Linked DNA regions of Danio rerio: region 1 is linked to region 2. Evidence: chromatin contacts called from public HiChIP or PLAC-seq data. All regions are on one chromosome and are shown on one strand. Each heading gives the region's core, a stretch centred on a gene start, on an enhancer-like site or on the middle of the called end of the contact. The rest is flanking DNA. Distances are from core to core; before and after follow the strand shown. Region 1 holds the start of mbtps1 (membrane-bound transcription factor peptidase, site 1). Region 2 holds the start of si:dkey-12e7.4.

Region 1 (7,302 bases), core at 3,398-5,897, 510 kb after region 2:
TGACATGCCCTGCCTCCTTAAAGATGCTTCTCAAGCTGTGTCTCATTTCAAAAGCTGCATCCTCTGAACAATGTATTCGAAGTGCGCTGCGTCATCATCACGGCTTGATAAAGGCTGTCTCATTTCGAAAAACCTCGTAGGCTTCTTCAAATGCAGCCTCAATCACTCTCACTGACAGAGCAGTGATAAAACCGAATCCTATGGCCTGTTTTTTTTTTTTTAAAGGGAGAAGCTACAATGTCCCACCCTCTCATCGTGTTTCATTTAAAATCTAGTTAAACATCAAATAGAAATGCACGATTCAAAGCACTTCACTGGACCTTTAAAGAATTAGATATTAAATACTCTATTCATGGGGCATTACAATGGCACAGTGGGTAACACGATCGCCTAACAGCAAGAAGGCTGCTGGTTCGAGCCCCAGCTGAGTCAGTTGACATTTCTGTGTGAAGTTTGCATGTTCTCCCAGTGCTTGCGTGGTTTTCCTCCGGGTGTTCCGGTTTACCCCACAAGTCCAAAGACATGCGCTATAGGTGAATTGGGTAAGCTAAATTGTCCGTAGTGCATGTGTGTGAATGAGTGTGGATGTTTCCCAGTGATTGGTTGCAGCAGGAAGGGCATAAGCTGCATAAAAAATATGCTGGATAAGTTGGCGGTTCATTCCGCTTTGGCGACCCCACATTAATAAAGAGACTATGTAAAAAAAAATTATGAATATTCTGTTCAGCAAAAAAATGGTAAACCTAATGTTTTTATAGTGACATGAATATATTTCTTAAGGGTAAAATTAGCAAAAGTCCAGATATATTCAAAGAAAAGTTTTTTGTTTAGGGGTAAGAAAATAATTGAAAAAACTAAAGTGCATGCACAATAGACAGCAAACTGACACGACTGAAAATGGTGTGTAGATAAATGTGTAAATGTCTATGTTCTGTGTTAGGTGTGAATGGTATTCAAAAAAAAAAAAAAAAAAAAAAGCTAAAGGTTGCAGGTGCACTGAAAAAAAATGTTGCCTGCAAAATTGTTACAAACAATGTATTTGTTTAAATTTAACAACAAATTAACAAATTGTTTACAATACTTTAAAAAAATTAAGTAAATTCAAGGAATCATGTTTGAATCATTTTTTGTCAGTGTGTGAACAGTAGGGGTGTCGGAAATCGATCGAAATTTATGCTCAATTTTGATTATTGAATCAAAAAATAGAATCGTCAATGCTGCCACGCCCCCATGTCACGTCAGCTTGGCTTGCCAAGCGGGAAAAAAACAGGCTTGTTGAAGTGCTTGTTAAACTGCAGAAGCAGGAGACCCGTCGAGAGAACTTAAACCCTCTCCTCTTTCAATGAAGTCGCCGGTGTGTAAGCATTTTGGATTTCCAGTGAGTTATGTTGACAACGTTCGTGTTGTCGACAAAAAAACACAGTTTTGCAAGCTCTGCTATGTACGTATTACGTACGGTTCGTCCGATAGACAACACCGGCATCGCGATCCTCCGCCAGCCCCCGTTGCAAATCCGCTCGCGAAAAGTACATACTCAGGATCTGTTTACACAGTCTTTGTTTTTAAATGGCATTTTAGAACGACAACAATTTGACATCCACAGTGGCGTGTGGCATTTCTGAGCAGCCCTCCTTCCTCTCTACCTCTGAAAATGCACATCACGTGACCACACAGACACAGACGGACACAGCCATATGAGCTTGAGACAGCGGGTTCAGGCAGTCAGAGAACTGCTTCAATCTTTCACTCACTTGTACTTAGTCATTTTAGCGAACACCTCAGATACTGTTGGCTGGTTCCTGTTGGTTGTGCCTCTTTTTTTACCTACGCCATTATAACAACACAGATCACTGCCTATTCACGAGTCAGGCAGAAAAAGAGATTGACAGGTGGTAATTATGTGTGTATCTTACTGTATGATTTGTTTATGGGTAAAACAGACCATGCAGGTCAGGTAGTTTAAACGGTAGGATACAAATAATTAATTGGTCATTAATTAATTAATTATTCATAATCGAAAATCGAATCGAATCGTGCCTTCAGAATCGAAAATGGAATCGAATCGAGGATTTGGAAGATCGTGACACCCTTAGTGAACAACATTCAAAAAAAAAAAAAGATAAAAGGTTGCAGCTTTAAAATATAAAACAAACAAAAAAGTAACTGCCAGTAATGCTCTGTATTTGTGCAGAAAACGGTTTAGTTTACTACAATTAAGCATCTCTTGAAATGTTTTGTAGTATAATCTGGTGATAGCCGATATTGGTTGCTGCCTGTCGGTGAAATGTGAATTATCCATGACAATCAAATAAGAAAAAAACAGAAGAGCATTATCACAATCTGTTGGGGATCACGCAGCTCCAATGATGCAGTCATTAAAGCAATCTGGAATGATGTTTGAAATCAACCACCAAGTGTTAGCCTAAGGACAACTTAAGGGTCATTTCCTTGAAAACATGTTCCCCACCCACAGGCACGCTTCCAGAGACTTAATTTCCCACTGACTCCAGGCTGTGAACGCCTGTCCCACATGAGGTGGGTTCAACTCGGATGGACTGATTTGTTGTGTAATTAAGTTTTACATCCTGGAGTAAGAGCCCAATATGTATACCATATGGTTTTTTAACATCCTGTTAAGTCACCAATGCAAGGCTGTTAAATACTTGTAAAGAGAGAAATACTGTGGACTTGTGCCAATTTGATCCCTTTCATCAAAACGTTTAATTGTAGCTTACATAAAAAAAATAGTGGCATGTTTGTAATCTGCTCAATAAAAGTATATTCTAAATGCATGTTATAGAGCTTTTAATTTGCTGTCTGAGCAAATGAAAAGTAAAAACAAATCAATAATAAAGTTTACACATTTTATACTTTACTTTCACAAAAGTAGTTTACGCTTTAGAGATCTTTGTGCTTGAGACCCCAGAAATGTAAAATGGGAAGAAAAGATCTGTAACTGCTTTAATTTCATCACAAAAGTTGCGAGGATGTGAATGTTATCATCAAAGAATCAACATTTACTTTAATGTTATTTGTAGACAAACACAATCTAGGATGTTAGTGCAACACACTAAAGCAATACTTCACTCTTGTACGAAATTTGTACTTATTTACTCAACCTGTTTAATTGCTTAACTTTACTTCTGTGGACCTCAAAAGATGATTTTAGGTAGAATAATGTATTTTTACGCTGTGTTAAACATATGCTGGATAAGTTGGTTGTTCATTCTGCTTTGATGACGGCTGATGAATAAAGGGACTAAGCCAAAGGAAAATGAATGAATGAACGAACGAACAAATAATGTCCTTTTAGTAAAAATGCTATTAAGAATAACTTAATGTAAATGTAAATCTAAATGTATGCATTTTTTAGTAAGAAGGTAACTTAAACGTCACATTTCAGTCTAAAGGCAGCTATCAACAAAAACAGAAGCTAAGACACTGACCAACAGTGCTCAGCATAATTAATTAAAGACCATTTTGAAAATGATTATTTTTATTCATTTCTCAGTGAATATAGGCAATGTATTTTGGTGCATTTGAACAAAACAGATTTATTAAACAGATATTATTCAAAAATAATATTTTAGTCACCGAACATATTGAGAAATTAAAAGATAATACAATTAAATCCAAGCAAAATATAGCAAAAATAAATACATTTCAACTACATTTTTCAATTAATTATTTACTTATTTTTGCTTCTCTTGATTTTTCCTTTTTTATTTTTATTTAATACTTTTCTATAACATATAAATTTGGGTGTACAAGTTTTTGGACTGTTATCAAAAGTTATTTTGTTAGATAAACTCCAGATTTGGCTTCAGTGCCAATCTAATCTAATCTAATGTATATTCACAAATATAATATTATATAGCTTCCTATTAAAAATATGAATTCAAAAGAGATTTGTAAGGGGTGTACATATATATTTGCTGAGTACTGTATAACTAAAAACTATCCAAAGTAATAACCTATTGTTCTTTTCTCCATTTTTGTTGTTACTAGGGTTTATACTTGTTGTATACATTTGTACCATTCTATTCTTATTTATATATTCTTGTTGACGTCTCCCAGCACTGAACAAAGCCTTTGTATTGACACGGACAGCATTTCTATGTTAGATGCAAATTTGGAAGAACTTATTCTATTTGAACGAATCTATTTGAATGGACTGTTTTGTTTCTGCAGTCATCAGTACATGAAACAGTTTGTTGTTTTATTTTAGAGAATACACCACATACAAACTAATGACAATAACAGTAGCAGTCTAGCTAACATGACAGCACAAAACAAACGTTTACGCTGCGTTTGCAACAAAGCTAATTATTAACGACCTTCTCGTATACAGAAAAGCTTTAAATATGTATATTTTTATCGCCAAATAAGGCAAACATGTGGCCTCGTCAACATCCTGCTACAAGCTAACGTTAGCTTAGCAAAGCATGAGTATATCCCAACATCATCCCAATCCCATATTCTACTTACTATCTGCGGAATGTACAACGACGGTGCAGGAAATGATTATTCCAGTAATAAGTCGTCTGAGATCTGTTTGTATCTTTGTCTTAATACATATTACAACTATTCACAAGCTAATGGCGTAAGCTGTAAGACTGTAATGTGAGAAACTGGTATTAAACACAACAAGCAGAAGCCAATTATCGATCGTTACGTCATGTCTCGACTAGGGAGGGATAGACGTACAGCCAATAGAAAGCGTTTTTACTTTTATGCCTCCACGTGATTGGTTAGAACAATTCCTATGGTACAAGGCTTCATGTCAAGACTCAGAAGCACGGTTAAAGGTGCACTGGTTCGGCTTGATTTGTTTTATGTTGTCAATTTATGTAAACATTGTTTTTGCAATGCAATTATGTAATAATTGTTTTGCATTAAAAACGTTCTATATGTATGGTACTTAAAATATCACTGAAAGCACATACATATGAGCTGAAGAATAGAGTCATTAAGCAGATATAGCTACTGTAATTTTAATTACACATATAAATTGCAACATATTCTTTATTATAAAGATACTACTAGTTTTTATCGCATAGTACTTATTAATTTCCAATAGATTATACTAGTACTAACATACACTAGCTGACACTAACATACATTTAATAGAATACATTATTTCTATTTTATTAGATACTAGTGCTATTCAAAATACATGTTTTAAAGGTACAGCAAATGATTTCTTTCATTAAAATATACAAAAACTACAACAGTTTATATATATGATGTTAAGTTAATTTTTTTTTCTATATACCGCCAGATCATTTTCTTTTAATGTGTAAACACATTGTTATTATATAGTAATAATATTGTAATAACACTGCCATTACATGTTATAACATTGTAATTCTTATGTCATTACAGTATAATTACTATGTAATAACATCGTAGTAACATTTTATAACATAGTAATTATATTGTAATGACAGAAATGTTATAACAATGTAACTACAATGTTATTACATGGTAATTATAGATGCATAAATAGCAATTACATTGTTATAACATTGTAATTACATTGATATAACATTTATTACATTGTTATAAAAATATTTTTTAACAGCAATTACAATGTAATAACAGTAGTTATAACAATATTATTACATAGTAATAAGGATGTAATGACAACGTAATTCCACCAATTTTTTAAATTAATTACATAAGTATTGCCTATGTTTATGTCTAAACAAATGCTGTACATGAAATATACAAAGAAACATTTAAGTTTATAAATATTATCATGCATGTGTAATTACAATGCAATACATTGCATAATATATAAGATAATATAATAAATATAATAGCAATGTAATGACTAATTCATTTTGTAATTACACATGTATGATGTATATTTACGTATACAACTATAAAAACACTGTAAGAAAGAAACATTTACATTTACAAATATTATCTTGGATGTAACTATTCATGCTTTCATGTTGTTGATAACAAATTCTGACCCAACCATCTGAATGTCGCAGCAGAAATCGAGACTCATCAGACCAGGCAACGTTCTTCCAATGTTCCGTTGTCCAATTTTGGAGAGCCTGTGCAAATTGTAGCCTCAGTTTCCTGTTCTTAGCCGACAGGAGTAGCACCCATTGTGGTCTTCTGCTGTTGTAGCCCACCCGCCTGAAAGTTAGACATGTTGTGCTCTTCTGCATAACTCAGTTGTAACGAGTGGTTATTTCAGTTACTGTTGCCTTTCTATCAGCTCAAACCAGTCTGGCCATTCTCCTCTGACCTCTGGCATCAACAAGGCATTTGTGCCCACAAATTTTTTGCACCATTCTCTGTAAACCCAACAGAATGGTTGTGCCTGAAAATCCCAGTAGATCAGCAGTTTCCAAAATATTCAGACCAGCCCATCTAGCACCAACAACCAAGCCACGTTCAAAGTCACTTAAATCACCTTTCTTCCTCATTCTGATGCTCGCTTTGAACTGCAGCAGATCGTCTTGACCATGTCTACATGCCTAAATGCACTGAGTTGCTGCCATGTGATTGGGTGATTAAAAAATTTGCATTAACGAGCAGTTGGACAGGTGTACCTAATAAAGTGGCCAGTGAGTTTAAGTAATAAAAATAAACAATATTAACAAGAGACATTGGCAGAGTCGTGTCGCCATGCTAATGACTTCTTACATCCTCGATTTCTGGTTTGGTGTTATAAAAAAAAAAAAGAAAACAAAACGCTTTGTGCATTTTATTATATTGCACAGAGAAGCATTATTACAGTAAACTGTACTAAACTGTATTTAGTATAATAAAACAGTGCTGCTTCTTTCCCAAAATCAGAAGACCGGCCAAATAAAAACGTATTATTCTAATCGACTGTGGCATAATAAATCCATCGTGCTAGTCTCTCATTAGCAATTGCTTCAGGGATCTTGCTTTACTTCAACAGCATTACTTGTCCTTAAACTACCATTATAATGTCTTGAATACTTTAGCTTATTTATAAACCTGATTTCTGCAAGAAAGCCTGTACGATGTAATGAAGACTGCAACTCTTAGTCTCATTAAACTACTTTGTTTGTTGGGAATACAGGCCCTCTAGTGGCAAAAATTACACACTGTGCTTTTGAGGATAAATGTCAAAACAGCTTGCCATGCAGATATCTTAATAAATGCTTGTTAATTTTACATTAAGGTAGACTGAATGATAGCAGACATGTTGAGTCAGGCATTCACAGTTGCTGGCAGGGCAACAACAGACTACAGCATGCAGTAGTATGTTTGCTGTCAATACCCTCACGTACAATCATATTTTTGGGAATA
Region 2 (7,202 bases), core at 337-2,836:
TATTAGCAGGATGGTCAGTCAAGCAATGGTCCCAATCAGGAGCAAACATCTATACAGCCAATCCAGAGTCGTGGTCAATAAGCAGGTGAATGATCATTACAGCAGGAAGCAAGCAACTTAAACAAACAAAGCAAAGGTAGAATCAGTCTATGAGCAGCTTCAGCTGTGAGTCTAATCAATGGAGTCTTGGAGCAGGTGTGTGTGCGTGTGACTGGATCTTGTAGTCCGAATACTGGCCGATTTGAAGTTGTATGTGATCTGTGATTTTACCTGCGATCTGAAATGATTAGATCGCTGATGATTGTGACAGAATCCATCACCATCAGGTTTGATATACTTATACTATACTTAAAACCATACAACTGAAACTGTTGTTATTAATACTTATAATTATATAATACAGTTATAATATAATAACATTATCTACTAAAATAACAAAAAAATCAAGATAATACATAAATGTATACTGACAAAAAAAATTATGATGAAAAAATAGAAAGCAAAATAATAATATGCAGGTGGTAGAATATCATCATCCACCAAGCCGTTCATAAATTCCAACCCTTTCCAACAAATCAAGCTGAAGACTTAACTGCTGCTTTTATGAGTTTATAAAACGGTCAATTTCATGGTATTGCATGGTGATATTAAAAGATTCATTCACTGAAACATTTTGTGTAAGTCAATGACTGAAGAATTGAGTAAGTGTGAGTGTATGTGTTGTGTTAGGGCGCCACCTAACGCCCAATACAAAATCTAGGTCATGAAGCAAACCCAGCCTGGAACTACAGTTGGTGACTATAAAAAGTATGTATTGTACTTACCCAGTTTAATAATGTGTATGTTTTGGTACTCTTCCGCCAACCTTTGTAGTTCCTATAAAGCAAGGAGTTATTTTAAACATTTTTTAAGTAGTCATTTCTATTCTATAATTAGTACACATGCTTTTTATAGGCCTTCTATTAAATTATTAAAAATAGTTATATTTTTTCCTAAATAATTAGATGATATTTAAAAAAGGCCAAACCCTTTTTTTGGACAGATCAGTCGCCACCCACAGACCTTGATTATTATCAGGAGCCACGGGTACTAATTTTGTATTGCCTGTACAGTATTGCCACCAGGATTTCTGTTATTATCCAGTTATTTTAAGTAATGCAGCAAGATATTGACACATGTAACAGGAATGTAAAATAAAGTACTTTTAGCACTCATATGACGACTGTATGACGAAATTAGATATATTGATCGTACATATATCTGCTACGCTTGTGCACACTCTCCTTTAGCTTAGATGACTGTAAAGGATCTGGGGCTTTTGTACTATTTGTACAACAGACCTAATGTAAATACTACACTGTCTGCTCTGAGCTTTACCTTGGCTCCATTTGGATTCCGCGCAGTGGCGATAATCTTCCCGGGAGAGAAGCCTCCCGTTACCAGACTTTCAACTATCTGCAGCCCGAGGCCTCGACTGGCACCGGTGATCATTAAGTTTGAGCAGTTTTGAAACGCATTAATCATTTTGACACTTTATTCGAGAACACGAGTTAAGTTTTAATGCCGTAAACGAGATTATATAAATGTGACCGCTTGATGGCGCTGTCGTCTACAGTCACGTGACGCGAATCTGGCGTCTCTTTTGCGTCACGATGCGTCAGTCTGTTGATTTATTTAGGATTTTATGACTGCTAGATAAAAATGTAACTATAGGTTTGTGCGTCAAATTTTTCAGTTGAAAAGGAAAATTTATTCCAGAGGAAAGTTTTACTGGAGGCCCCTGCTTGAGGATATAGACTGGAACAGAACCTGGCTTTTACCTGGGAAACATTACATTTCCAACAAGGCCAAAGTAATACATTTTAAAATTAAACATAAAATGTATCGGGTAAATTCTAGTATTTCAAAATTTTTGGACATCGACAGCTCCTGTTCATTCAACAAACAGGCAGAGGAGACATTAGTATGTTTTTTGATTGTCCAATTTTCAAGCAATATTGGTCACCCTAGGTTCTCATATATTTGAGTCTGCCAATGCTGTGAATTGCTTTAGTCAAAAGACATGCTTTTTTATTATAATAACCCAAAAGATAAACCCCTAGAACACATTATACTTTTTAATTTATATATGTAGCAACATTTTCATTCACAAACAGAAATTTGCAAATAATTACCCATCCATTGCTTATTTTAGAAAAGAATTTAGCTCTCTCCTAAAATCACTTCATCTTATTAAGAATAAAAACCCTTAGATTCCTGAAATAATATACAGATGGATTTATTAAAGATCCTCGATTTTAATTGCTTTCCTGATGGTTACTTAAGTGCCATTGCAATTTCATTCATTTAATTTAGTAATTATATTATTATTATGTTTTTATTATTAATACTATAATTATTATTATTTTCCCTTTCTGTCTAATGATATGTTATTTGTAAACGTATGTGATTATAGTTTTTCTTATGACTTTATATTACTGACCTTTATAAAATATGTGTATGATCCCTTGGACATTGTTCTGATGTTCATGTATTGTCAGGTCAAGCAAAAAAAAGTGTTTTATGAAATACGACAATATGACTGATTGAATGTAAAAAAATACAAAATAAAAAAATAAAATAAAATATGTAGGTTTTTGTTGAGCTCACTTTTATTCATTTAAATAGGATTCATAGAGCACCACTCATGACACTTCATCATTTTGGAGAAATCTTGAGGGAAATACAATTAACCACAGGAACACAATACACAATTATACAAATATATTCGTCAGCACTTTTGTTTTATTTATCCTCACAAAGTGCATGTTTATGTAATCAAGATTCACACAGGTGAGAGCTTTTCTTAAAGCATCATTAACCACTGATATATCAGTTACAATTTCAAATAGGTTTTAATTCTAAAATGAATCTTCATTTGATTTTGTTCACATGCAGTATGTTTAACACATGATGAATGAGATTAATAGTTCACTCAAAAAAAATGTAATTGTCATCATTTTTAACACCCAACAAGACTTTCAGAAGAATGTTGAAACCAGAAGCTATTGAATGTTTTAGATGTCAATGGGTACCAATTTCTCATAATCTGAAAAGGATCTTCGTTTGTGTTCAGTAGAAAAAAACAAACCATTTAGAAGGTCTTGAGGGTGACAAATTTTGAGTGAACTACCCTTTAAATGGCCAGAACAAAACACAAAATGAATGTAAATGCCTATATCAATTTATGAAACTATCTGTGTGTGATGCATGAAAAATTCTAGCCAGAAAAGTAAAATAAATCTGACAAGCTGCATGAGAACAAATATATTGCACACACTATGGACAATCTTCCACCACTAGTAGCAAACTCACAATAACTATGTTTAGAAGAAGTGCTAAAGTTCTAGGTGAAATGAACATGAGACTGGCAACAGTCATTCAAAGATGATGCAATCATCAAAACATGAAATCAGTGCACTCCTTTCAGTTACATGAGTATATGGGTAATCATTCAAAATGGTTATTGTTATTATTTCATACTGAGTTATTATTCTCATTTAGAGTCATTTGTCTGAAAAACAAAAAGATTTTTAAAGCATGTTAGACTTTTAGACCATAAAAACCTTCTTATCAGTTCCGACAAAGGAAACAATGATAAGCAACATCCTTTAAAGCTTGTTTTTATCATTTTGAAAGGAAGCATCCTGTCTTAATTTATTGCAGGGCTCATATTCACAGTCATGTATTACCATTAATAATGCCAAATCAAGTGAACTGGAAGTCTACATTCATCCTATGTCTTATCTGGTCCTGACAGACATTAAATCATCACTACGTTTGATGCTAGCTTCACTTGGTGACGGCGTGGATGGCATGTGCAAGATACTCCACGTTGGCAGACGTCACTCCGGCCACAGAAATCCGGCCATCTTTTGTCATGTATATAGAGAATTCATTAATCAGACGCTCCACCTGACAACAAGAAGAGAAGTCGGTGAGAAAAGCTGAAGCCTTATCAGAAACTCCCAGAATGCACTGTCATTTGACTTGCCTGTTCCGGTTTGAGCCCAGTGAAGCAGAACATCCCGATCTGGTCAGTGACATGTTGCCAGTTGTGAGTGGAGCCCTCCTTTTTAAGGTTGGAAACGAGCATCTCTCTCATCCTAATGATGCGGTCAGCCATGCCTTTTACCTCCTGAAGCCTACCGGGAAAATAAAACCAGTTATATCTGTACAGCTTGATACTCATTGGCTGTGTTTGGTGACTGGGTTTAATCTGTGGCCTCACCATTCTTTGTAGAGTTCAGGTGTGTTGAGGATAGTGGCGGCGATGCGAGCGCCATTCATGGGTGGGTTGGAGTAGATGGGCCGAATGAGGATTTTCAGCTGAGATTCCACACGCTTGGCCTCTTCGGCATCCTTACAAACCACTGTGAAGCCTCCCACACGCTCACCTCAAGACACAAAGGTACAGAGCAATTCAATATACTATATTCTCAACTAGTATTTTGTCTAATTTGGTAGGATTTTTTCTTGTTTAATGGGTAGTAACTGAATGCATGCAACGAATATTGCAATTATGAGTTAATTTCAATGAACTTATTGTACTTAAAAGTGCACCTAACATTAAGAAAAGTATGTATGTGATTGTAAGGTGGTATATCGGCACTCCGTATCAAACTAAATCGAATGTCGGGACACAAAAACTTGACTGAGACACCATTAAATGACAGCACTGAATGATTATAAATTGATGCAATAGCAGTATATCATTCATAATTTATTGATTATTTGAGTACTAATAATATGGAATGGTACAGAGACCCGGAAGGGATGTGATGATGGGGAAAAAATGGGTGGGTGAAAAAAGTGGATGGGAGAAAAAAAAAGCTGAGCGATAGGAAAAAATATATATACGTTTTAAAAGTTTTTGCATTCCGTTGCAAAACACTTCCTGTTCCCTTCATACGTGTCAACTCTCCAGTTTTTCCCAGGGTTCTCCCTTATTTTACCATTCTATCCCGCGATCATCCTATAATTCTCTATTTTCCCATATTTATCCCATATTTTTTAACTTGAAAGCACGTTGAAATTAATATAAAAATGTCTGCATTTACTTTCTTTCCATTATAATGCACCAGTGAATGCATGTTTAAGCGCTGACTGACGGACGCACTCCGCATGATAAATTGATCCCAGATCAGCTTCTGTACACGATATTTAAAGTGACACCTCTGTTATCAAACAAGTGAAGAGCAGCAAATTATCTTGTTTTGTTTAGTTTGATAACAGAGGCGTCACTGTAAGAATGCACAGATCTACAATGAAAGCATTCTATACTTTAGTAACTGTTTATGCTCATTTAAGACAAAATTAGTTGTGTTTAAAATAAAACACGCAGGACAGACATGTTTACATATTATTAAGTGGATTTGTCTGCTTCAACACAATACCGAATCCCAAAGCGTCCTGCATTTTAGCTTCTCTTTAAATGGCGTATACAGAAGCTGATCTGGGATCAGTTTATAATACGGATCGCAATGTGCTTTTAAGATTAAAAACATGGGAGAAATATGGGAAAATACTTAACGACTGGATGATAGCAGATTAGAATAGTAAAATGCGGGAGAATCCCGGCGAAAATGGGAAGTTTGACATGTATGAAGTGAAAAGGAAGTGTTTGTCAAACAACCGTTTCGCGAGGGAATGCAAAAGATCTTTGCGTTCCCTCACAAAACATATTTGCAAGATAATGCAAAAACTTAAAAAATGTTTATCTTCCTATCACTCAGTTTTTTCCCCGACCATCAGGTCCCTTCAGGGTCTCTGTAGAATGTTTATGTAAAATGTCATGTAAATTTTTTTGTGGATAGTGCACCTGAATTTTAGATGACAAATGTGGAAAAAATAGATTGATCTTGAGTAATCTAAAAGTAATCTGGATTTAAGTTTATGGTCAGTCAGAGTTTTCAGAATTTTAAATAATCAAGAACACATTATGTTTGAAAATAAAGTGACGCTATTTCCAACAAAAGCAATCAAACAATCAATTTACTGGAGTCCTAAAAAATACATAATCGTATGTCCATAAAAATATTTAACCGTAAAATATGAATGTATATTAAGCAGCAAATCAGCATATTAGATATTATCACATGAAACCAAAAACTAGTGCAATGACACTAAAATGAGGCAAAAACTAAGTGTTATTTTCATTTGTAACAGTATTCCACAATATTACCGCTTTTATTATAGGAAGATATCCTGATTTAGAGAGAGACAAAAACATAAAAAGAAAATCTTTTCAAACTTTTGATCTAAAATGTATATCCTAGCCACAATCTATTATAAAAATAGTGTAGTACAGCTCTTTAATTTTTTATAGTTGGGGGTCATTGTTATGTAAAAAGTATAATGTGATTAGTGATGATTTTTTTTATTTAATGCTCACCATACAGGCCCATGTTCTTAGCAAAAGACTGGGACAGTAGAATGTTGTGGCCCTGCTCAATGAAATAACGCACAGCCCAAGCGTCACGATCAATGTCGCCACTGGCAAATCCCTGGTAAGCCATGTCAAAGAACACCAGGAGATTTCTTTTCTGTCAAAACCAGAAAGAAGAATCGTATTATCACAAAAACAGCCATTGGTTTGAGACTGAAGACATGCCATTCTTTTATCAGTCCAAATGGTCAAAGATAAGGCATGGACAAGATAATGCATCTCTCTCCGCTACTTCACTAAGTAGCTTTTCTGAGGTCAGCTCGGACTTTAATTTAATGCCAGAACCAGTTACCTTGATCAGAGCAGCCATCTCTTTCCACTGCTCAGGCCTGGGGTCCACTCCGGTGGGATTATGAGCGCAGGCATGAAGAAGAATTACACTCTTCTCAGGGATTTTCTGAAAGAGTTTATTATTGAATAAATAAATATATTAGATTTAATTTGTGATGTATGGTGTTTACATTAAGAACATTTAAGAACATTTTTCTTACTGAAATGTCATCCAAGGCTCCTTTAAGATTAAAGCCACAGGTTTTGGGTTCATAGTAGGTGTAAGCCTTTAGCTGCATGCCTGCATCTCTAAAGACTGGTGTGTGGTTGCCCCAAGAGGGTTTAGGCAGGTACACATCCCGGGACGCATTGTGGAATCGTGACTAGACAAAATAAAAAAGACATAATTATGACTAGTATTTGTGTCCGGCATATAATCAATAGT

What was found. HiChIP or PLAC-seq counts read pairs in DNA pulled down with a chosen protein or histone mark.
Region 1: a contact with region 2 is called in an H3K4me3 HiChIP or PLAC-seq map of embryo, with 6 times the contacts expected there. The contact joins the promoter of mbtps1 here to the promoter of si:dkey-12e7.4 in region 2. A contact is called at or near these places in 1 of 18 Hi-C or Micro-C datasets (hematopoietic stem cells) and 1 of 4 datasets of contacts at active chromatin or transcription factors (embryo).

The regions. Positions count from the first base shown.
Region 1 is chr18:23,070,132-23,077,433 of GRCz12tu, forward strand. mbtps1 (membrane-bound transcription factor peptidase, site 1) reads right to left here and starts at 4,648. Exons shown (of 23, transcript NM_199213.2): 1 at 4,489-4,648.
Region 2 is chr18:22,565,315-22,572,516 of GRCz12tu, forward strand. It overlaps si:dkey-12e7.4, which reads right to left and starts at 1,587. Exons shown (of 6, transcript NM_001144042.1): 1 at 1,378-1,587; 2 at 825-876. The coding sequence starts at 1,524. It overlaps got2a (glutamic-oxaloacetic transaminase 2a, mitochondrial), which reads right to left. Exons shown (of 10, transcript NM_213379.1): 5 at 6,979-7,140; 6 at 6,780-6,884; 7 at 6,434-6,584; 8 at 4,271-4,436; 9 at 4,034-4,184; 10 at 2,767-3,954. The coding sequence ends at 3,832.